Regions from separate parts of the Mus musculus genome. Here region 2 is linked to region 1. Evidence: chromatin contacts called from public HiChIP or PLAC-seq data. All regions are on one chromosome and are shown on one strand. The core of a region is the stretch at or near the end of the contact, and the rest is flanking DNA. Distances in the headings are between cores, read along the strand shown. Region 1 holds the start of Cyth3 (cytohesin 3). Region 2 holds the start of Baiap2l1 (BAI1-associated protein 2-like 1).

Region 1 (4,581 bases), core at 1,251-3,750:
GATCTGCCTGCCTCTGTCTCCTGAGTGCTGGGATTAAAGGCATTTGCCACCACTACCTGGCACAACGAGCCATCTTTTCTCCCAACATTCTTTCAGACCTTGTCAAAATGGGGGCTCAGGCTAACCCATGGGGATAATACACATTGCTTACAAATAACTTGTGTATCCATTATGCTAATGAGATTAGATTGGATGCTATCAGAAGCAGTTTTTTAGATGTACCTATAGACCAACTACAATCTAAGAAATAGAAGCATTAGGAATTAATATTAGTATATCATACAGTACATTATAATATATTAAATATAATTTAATTATTGCTACCTGTGCATATATGTATGTATGTGTACATGGGTGTGCTATGGCTCACATGTGGAGAGATCAGAGGACAACTTGCTAGAGTCCATCCTCTCCTCTTCCCATGTGGGTCCTGTGGATGGAATTTATGTGGTTGGGCTTGGCAGCAAACACCTCTCCCCTCTGAGCCATCTCACCAGCCCAGGAATTAATATTGAAAAGCATTTATAATTGATGAGTCTGAGTTCAAAGCTCCACCCTAGGACATTATCCTCTTCAAAGAGTGCTATCGTTTTTTTTTTTTTTTTTTTTTTCCCTCAGATGCTGTTATCTTGAGATAACAAAATGGACAGGATCAGGAAGCCACAGTTCATCAGGACTTGAATCTACATCACTTGACTCTCAGATCACTTATCTATGGATTTGTACAAGCTGCTAAACATCTCATCAACTCGCAGAAGCCTATCTTACAGTCTAGGAGGCAACAGAATATCCGGGGTTATAATTCTTGAGGTTATCAGGAAATTGGACTCTTTGAAACCATTCTTTAACCTTGAGCAAAAAGGTGAAGGCTGTCTGCTTTGATAGATGGACGGTGGAGGAAGTATCCTTTGATTCAATGGGCAATTTGTAAATATAAAACAGTTGCTGGAAAATTTTATTACAGATGAGCCATCTCCTCCCTTATAATGTTTGCTTTTCTTTAATGCAATTTAATTCGAGCAGAAAGGCTTGGGAGGGCACACATGCAACGTTAAGGAGAAGTTACTGGAAACGAGACATACGGAATGAGAAAATCGAGCCATAGATTTGGAACAGGGGAGTACTGAGTCCGTCTGCCCAGCCCTGGGCTGTGCCCACGGGAAATTGAATTCAGAGCTCCTACTGCATCATAAATCCAGGGCAGCTGGCAGCAAGCCAAGGGAGACTAACGCTCAACTGCACGGGCATCTGACGCCAGACTGGCCAACCCCTGTACTAATGCTTTCTGAGAGCCGAGCCCCAGCTGTGCCGGACTGGGGTTAGGGTTCAACAGCATCACTATATTCATTTACCAACCTAATACTTTGTTAATTCTAAAATGCATCCAATCCGCAGGAAAAATGAGACTCCATTATTATTATACACCCAAAAGATAAAAGGCTGGAATTACCCTAACATTCTGAGGGTAAAGAAGGGAGGAGGTGGGGGTGGGGAGAGTCTTCTCATGGGCTCGTTTTCAGATGATGATGATGATGACTTCAGACAGAGACTCACTAGGTAGCCCTGGCTAACTTGGAACTCACTAAGCAGACTAAACCCACTAAGATTCTGTTGAGATTGGCTTGCTGTGGTCAAAGGTATTCGCCACCGCACCCAGTTTTTATTATTTTTAAAATAAACACTTAAAAAAAGATTTATTTAGCTGGGCATGGTGGCTCATCCTTTTAGCTCCAGCATTCAGGAGTCAAAGGCAGGAAGATCTCTGAGTTCAAGGTCAGCCTGGTCTACAGAGAAAGAGTTCCATGACATTGATGGCTATGCAGAGAAACCCTATCTCAAAAAGTTTTTTTAAAATTTTATTTTGTGTGTATCAGTGTTTTGCCCGCACATATATGTGTGCACTACAAGCATGCCTGATGTGGGTGGAGGTAAGAGTGTGCCAGATAACCGTCATATGAGTGCAGGTGCCCTTGGAGGCCGGAAGTATTGGATCCTTTTTGTAGTCATAGTTACAAGGGTTCTGTGGGTGCTGAGAACCAAACTCTGATTCTCTTCAAGAGCAGCGAGTGCTCTTAACAACAGAACTACATCCCCACACAATTATTACTGTGTGTATGTCATGTGTGGACGCCCACGCATGCTGCGGTCACAGTAAAACTTTATAGTCAGTTCTTTCCTTCTGCCTTTAAGTGGGGGCCACTTGAGCCAATCATCAGCCTTCCTTTTCAGATAGTTTCTCACTCCCTACTCTATGCATTTGCGAGTCGCAGCCCTTAGCCATCAGGTTTTGTAGAGCAGGGCGTCCTCGTGCTCCTGATAGACCCGGCTTCCTCTCCAGGATGCTCTAGAGGGGCAGACAGGAGGTTCGAGGGAGAGTGCTGCGCTGCAGGATCCAAGTCTCCTAGCTAAGCAGCTACTGCAGCTACTGCAAGGCCGGGCGGAGTCTGGTGGGCGGGACCGCTCGGCGTCTAGGCTCCGCCCACACCGACAGGGGAGGCGTGGTTTTGTGTCACGTGATGGCGCCGGAGCAGTGAGGCTCCGCCCGGCCCTCCGTGGAGGCCCGGCCGCGACCCGGGCCGCGCTCGCTGAGGAGCTCTCCGGTTCTCCCCGCGACCACTTCTCTTAGTCCCGGCGTTCAGCCCAGTCGCTCCCGCCGGCTCCGGGCTCGCCGGCTGGCGGGGAGTGGCCTCAAAATGGACGAAGGCGGTGGCGGTGAGGGCGGCAGCGGTGAGTGATGGAGGTGTGGCCGGCTCTCTGGGCGGCCCTGAGGCCGAGGGTCGCGCTGTTGAGAGCCCAGGCTTGAGACGTGGGGCCGGGTGTCGGGTGGGGTGGCGGCGACCGTGGGGAGGTGCGCGGGGTAAGGCGGGGACTCGGGCTTCGCTGCCCTGGTGAGAGGACATGTCGGAGACCGCGGGGTCGTCGCCCAGCGCGGTCGCGGGTCGCGGGTTCGAGGCCGGGGTCTCCGCAGCACAGCTCCAGGTCGCCTTTCTGAGATGGGGCCACTCTGCGGGGCGACCTTCCCAGCGTCTCATTGCCAAGGGCGTCCACGCCCTCCCTAGCCCAGCTGTTTCGGACGGGCCCCTCTCCTTTTCAGCTCTCCTCAGGTGTCTGGAGCTTGGGAGCTCCTGGATGGGGAGGGGAAAGTTTTCAATTTGGAGGACTCGGAGGGCCCGGAGGGTGGGGTGGATCGGTCGGGGGAGAGGAGGAAGGTTGGAAGTCATGACCACGTCTCTGATTTTTAGATCAGAAGTACTCATTGGGAATGGCTTAAAGGACATGAGGGGCAGGCAGCTCCAGTCCAGGTCTGAGTATGCATTTTTTTATCAAATAGAAAAGAAAAAATGCTACAGAGAAGGGGTCGGGTGTAAAAATAAAAAGGGGGCCAAATAGCACAAATGATAGAATCATTGTCTAGCATGCCCAGGACGCTGAGTTTGATCCCCAACACCACCAAATGGAAAATATAATTAAGAAATTAAAGGGGTCAGGTGGGATTCCTTTAAAGCCGAGGGTGGGATGCGGGAGCCACAGCAGCGAGACTGTTAGACTCCTGGACAGGTGCCTGTGACAGACACCCTTCCAGAGGTGGGCTATCAGTTCTCCGTGTTGCTCAGGCTGTATGTATGTGCCTGACTTTGAGTTCCACCCTGCTGCAAATGAGCCGGTTGCAAATTACTCAACGGAGTACAGATTCCTGTTGTGTCATTTCATGAATTTGGTTTCCCAAAACATCAAGAGTCACCGTTTGTGGAGTGGGACTTTACTTGAAGTAAGCAAAGGGTTAATAATGTACCCGTCATTTTTTACCCAAACACCCCAAGTTGAAGCTGTCTGGACTTTGAGGAACGATCTTCCTTTTTTGCTGACAGAATGATCAGAATCCCATGTAATAAGGGAGTGTTTAGGGGGAAAAAGAAGTCTTAATTACAGGCTGCTGGAGCAGCTGCCTGTAAGAATCAGCAGTATTGAAGACTTCCTCGTGAAGTGGTTAATCAAGGTGCCTTCTAGAATTCCAGAGCTTCTCAGATTTTTTTTTTTCTTCCCTGTGAAAGAGACGAAGTGGCTGGGCTGTAGGAAGTTGGCACTCCTCGTGGCATTTGCCAAGTTCAGTTCTCATAGTAAAAGCCAGGGGTAGCACAGTGGCATCGAGTGGGTGTTTTGTTTATGAAAAGAAAGAACCCAGTTGCAAACCCTCCTACATACCGGCTGCCGGTCTGGAGGCACTGGGTCCCTGAGGATGCCTTGCCTTTCGCCTATAGCACAGTCTGACATTGTCGTTTAGAAAAAAAGACAGTGGCAATTTGACATTGGGATCTAGGAAGCTAGCTGAGCTGGCGATTGCTCTGCAGGTGCTACACAGTCTGTTGAGTCAACACGTGGCTGAGCTGAAGGTAAAAGCAGATACAGTGGGGAAAACTTAGAAACCAGTGTGTTTCAGCAGTTCATAGAATTTAGAAGTATAGTAAAGGTCAATATTAAAGTGTCAAAAAGGCTTAAAGCTATCTCTGGACTATCAATATCTCTGGGTATATCAATATACCAGAGGATGTTAAAATTAAAAAAGATGTTATATTCAATGAT
Region 2 (4,581 bases), core at 1,500-3,999, 740 kb after region 1:
CAAAACAAAACAAAACAAACCTGACCCCAAAATATTAACAAGGAAATCCTGGTTAAAATCAATTGACATTTAGCGAGCTTTTGAAATGTTTCAACACTTGGGGATGGAAACCAATAACACACTGGTTTCTGATCTTCAATCTATTACAACCTTTCAAAACTGAAAATGAGCCAGTATGGCGGTGCACACTTCCAACCCCAGCATTGGGGAGGCTGAGACCAGCCTGGGATACATAGCGAGTTCATAGGAAAGCTAGCCTAGACTACATATACAAGAGTGTCTTTAAAAAAAGAATAAGGAAAAAAACAAACAAACAAATAAACAACAACAACAACAACTAAATAGCTAGGAGTTGTAGTGCTTTAACCTCAGCCCTTGGGAGGGGGCAGAGGAAGGTGAACTTCTGAATCTGAGGTCAACCGGGTCTACATATCAAATTCCAGGCCAATCAGGGCTACATAGTGAGACCCTGTCAGAAAACAAAACATCCCCAAAAGGACTAACTATGCCTTACGTCTACCAATGCGGATAACCAAAACAACAAAATCAACAGTCAACAACAACCAAACCAACAAAATCAACAGTCTTCCTCTTACTCCAGCTCTGTGGGTAGAAAGACAGGCCAAGGTGGTTCATTTTTGTGGTACTGTAATCTGCCTGCCCACACCAACCAAAGGTTTCTCAGTCAGAAGTGAGAAAAAGAACAGTTTGCTCAGGGCATCTGATTGCTTGTCTAAAGTTGACATTTTCTTTCCAGACCAGCAAGATAAACAATCAATTGTGTTTGAGAAACTTAACTGTGCCTGTGTTTTCCACTGCAGCAGATGCTCGGATTCCACGCACAGACTACAATAAATAACCCACATTCCTCAGTTATGGTTTTTCCTTGACTGAGTATTCATCTGAGTATCTTGTCTCCCCCACGCTAGGGCATTTTACTTCCATACTCTGTCGACACCCCACACCCCAGTTCTACCGGCTTCACATCATTTAAGTCTGAACAATGCCAATCCAAATACAAGGCTTTAAACATTCAAATTTCTGGCATTTCTAAAAATTATCATTTAATTAAGGAAGCACACTAATAGGAACAGGTTTTGGTCACAGTTGTGAACCTTCAAAATCATAATAATACAGTCTACTTTGTCTATCTAGAATAAATGTTATAGTGCACACATGGAGGGGTGGATATGATTTGGAGCCACAATGAATTCTGAAAATATTTTCATGCTGCTTTAAAATGATTTTCCAGCAACTCAATAAATTCTGATTTCAGGAACTAAGACCTTGCAAATCTAGAAACTCAATTTTAGGGGTGAAAAAAAAAAAACTAGAGAAATGACCAAAGAGTGGGTGAAAAAAGAATCTAGAGAAATGACCAAAGAGTGGGTTTTAATCATGACTACAAGTAAATTTAGAGAACTTTAAATCTCAGGGGTTCAGTGGACCTAAGTGGAATTAAAACAAAAGTTGTTTTGTATTCTATTAATAGCAGATGATTAAACGGATATCTCATTTCAAATGGAATTCATTTATAAGTACTTAAACTTACTAAACTGGCCACTAATCCCATGTCTGTTTCTGGAAAAATTCTCTCACATAACATGCCAGTTAAGCGACCAATCACCACACGTTCTGTCAGCTTAAGTCAATTCTTATTAAAATCTCAGTGCTCTCTGACTCCAATAACCTCCCCAAATCATGAACGTAGAAACAGTCCAACTGCGGGCGAACATGCTCATAATAATTGTATATAGATGTATAAAACTGTCAAAACGCTAAACAAAAAGTAATCAAAAGCCAAATCGAACTTAAAAGCTACTGTATGAAAGAGTCCAAGAGGGCGAAGGCGTTTCAAGTCTTCCCAGGAGCAGATTCCCTGGCAGCCTAGAAAATTCCCTGAGCCGAGGGAGCCAGGCTCACCTGGCGATGGATTCCTAATTACGGAGGAGTTTCTCCCCTACATTCTTTCTTTTCTCCGAGGAAACTCGAGCTTGTCTCTTTTCTCTCTCTCTTTTGGATCTGGGGAGGGGTTAGCCCCAGCGGTCAGACCAGCGCAGTCACTGACCACAAAGAGAAGTTGGGGGAGGATAAGAACCTCTCGGGGACCCCGCGGATTGTCGTCCACGTCTCCAATCCCCTTCCCCCAACACGGGAAATGTGGGGTCCCTGGGAGTCTCCAAGGGTCCAAGGGGGAAGGGGAGGCCCTTATCATGTAAAGTCCCCACTTTATCTCAAAAGCGAAAAAGAATCTCGACCGACCCCGCTGGCGACAATGGTCAGCTGCTTGTCCGGGCTCACGTTCCTGGCCTCGAACCCTGGAGTTCCCAAGTCTCCGGGCCTCCCAGCCTCCGCCCTCAGCCTGGAACCACAGAGTCCCGGATCCCCCCGGTCTCCCGTCTCGAGCTCCGCAAAGTCCCACACTTACCCGGTACGTGTTCTCCGTGAGCCGGTTCACCTCCTCCGGCCCCCGAGACATGGCTGCAGCCTCCGGGAGGGCGAGCGCGGGAGGACGCGGCGGGGCCTCGTGGCCGCCGGGCGGCGGGAGCGCCTAGGACTTGAGACTGAGTGGTCCTTGAGAGTCGGCCGCCGCCACAGCTGTCAGCGGGAGAGAGTCAGTGCGCGTCTCTGCTGCCAAAATGTCAAAACTTTGCGGCGCTTCGGTCTGTAAGGAGCTGCGAGGTAGACGTAGCCTGCCAAGGCTGGGACGAGCAAAGGGACGGGCAGCCCCACCTGAGGCGGGCGGAGTGGGCGGGGCCGTACGGCCAGAGGGCGGGGCAGCCCCACCTGAGGTGGGCGGGGCCTAGGCTGAGTACTCTAGAGTGGGCGGGGCGGCCTCGCGCGGAGACAGCCTGGTGGGAGGGTCGATCTTTTGGGGCAACCGGGGGAACCTGGAAGAGACTTGTTGCGCTAGGTGGGCGTGGCCTAGGGGCTTGCTAAGCGGAGCAGAAGCCCGGCCAGCGCGCCGGACTGATTGGCCCCAGCTGAGACGTGGAGCGGGGGTGGGGTCTGAGAGGCCAACAAGAGGGAGAAGCCAAGGGGAGGGGACGCGCCCTTACTCCCCCCACCTGAAATGGACTGATGGGCGTGGCCTAGATGGCGGATGGGCGTGGCCGAAACAAGAAGGGACGGAGTGAACGAAGTCGCCCTAGCTGTGTCCGCCAGAGTGGCACCGCAGAGTTGAGCCGGTGGGCGCGGTCTAGCAGACCGATGGGCGGTGCTGAAGCGAGGATGGCGTGGTTTAGACAGCCCCAGCTGAGGCAGGCAAGGGAATGGGAGAGTCTTCCTCGTGTGGGCGTGGCTGAGCAGCCTGGTGGGCGAGGCTGGAGCAGTACAAGGCGAGGTGGCTGGACCCAGTGGACCAGGCCATCTCGCCTAAGGCTTGGCAGTGGAGGTAATACCTCTGTTCGCCCTCTCCCGGCCCTCCCAGAGTTCCAGCCAAGCCCCTACACTGTGGTGTCTTTTAGAACAGGACCTGGACCTTTGGGCTTCTAGGTCTTTGGTCTAGTGTCCGCCACAAGGTGCTGGCTCTGAAAGCTCGAGGCTCACATCCTCCGCAGGTGAATCCTCTAAGCTCTCTGCCTTTGAGTAACTTCCACATACCTCCTACGAATCGGTTTCCCTGATTGAAGGTCCACGGGGCATGGTTTCTCATGGATGGAGCCACCCACAATTTTGAAAGTTCCGGGGTGCCAAAAAAAGTAACTAACGCCAAGATCTGATTACTGGAATAACAGAACATTAAGAATAAGTTTAAAATCCCATGCTTTACAACTATGTAAATCACAAGACTGTCTAAAAATTTCCTCTGTGTGTGTGTGTGTGTGTGTGTGTGTTACAAGAAGTCAACCTTGGGCGTCATTCCTCAGCCGATATCTACTATATATATCTTGGAGACAGAGTCTCTTACTGAAGTAGCTAAAAAGGATAGACTGATGGCTATCAAGTCTCCACAAGCCCCATGAATCCACCTGTCTCCCAAATTCCCAGCACTGGGAGTACAAGAGCATATCTACTGTATGTAGCTTTTCACATGGGTTCCGCAGATGGAACCCAGGTCCCAATGTTCGCACCACAGGCACTTTACAAACTGACCCATTTCCTCAGCCCCCAGGTCGGCTGAGGCGTCTAGGATGTCTGTGCTTTCTTTCATCTTGTAGAGGCCATGTAGGTGTGTGGCTCCTGGCACATTATTTAAAACTTTTATTTTATGTGTAAGCTACTTGGACTGCATGTATGTCATCTGTGACTGATACATATATATGTACATGCCTGGTGCATATGTCAGAGGTCAGAAGAGGGCTTCAGATTCCCTGAAACTTGGGTTGCAGAAGGTTGTGACCATCATGTGGGTACTGGGAAACAAACCTAGGTCCTCTGGAAGAACAGCCAGTGTTCTTAACTACTGAGCTGTCTCCCTAGTCCTTCCTGGTGCTTCCTGTTGTCTACCCAGTCACACCCAACCCAGCTCTGAACATGTCCTAGAGTACACACCTAGGACTGAGGTGACCCAGACTCCAGGGCCACAGCAACCTTCTCCTAGCAGAAAACACACTCAGCGCTTGAGACTTGAACTCAGCC

The links. HiChIP or PLAC-seq counts read pairs in DNA pulled down with a chosen protein or histone mark.
Region 2: an HNF4G HiChIP or PLAC-seq map of pancreatic cancer cells shows a contact between it and region 1. The contact joins the promoter of Baiap2l1 here to the promoter of Cyth3 in region 1. A contact is called at or near these places in 2 of 39 promoter capture datasets (embryonic stem cells and stem cell-derived epiblast-like cells) and 1 of 115 datasets of contacts at active chromatin or transcription factors (pancreatic cancer cells).

The regions. Positions count from the first base shown.
Region 1 is chr5:143,619,947-143,624,527 of GRCm38.p6, forward strand. It overlaps Cyth3 (cytohesin 3), which reads left to right and starts at 2,501. Exons shown (of 13, transcript NM_011182.4): 1 at 2,501-2,727. The coding sequence starts at 2,694.
Region 2 is chr5:144,355,363-144,359,943 of GRCm38.p6, forward strand. Baiap2l1 (BAI1-associated protein 2-like 1) reads right to left here and starts at 2,750. Exons shown (of 14, transcript NM_025833.3): 1 at 2,429-2,750. The coding sequence starts at 2,479. It overlaps Dmrt1i (Dmrt1 interacting ncRNA), which reads left to right and starts at 2,561. Exons shown (of 2, transcript NR_102374.1): 1 at 2,561-2,682.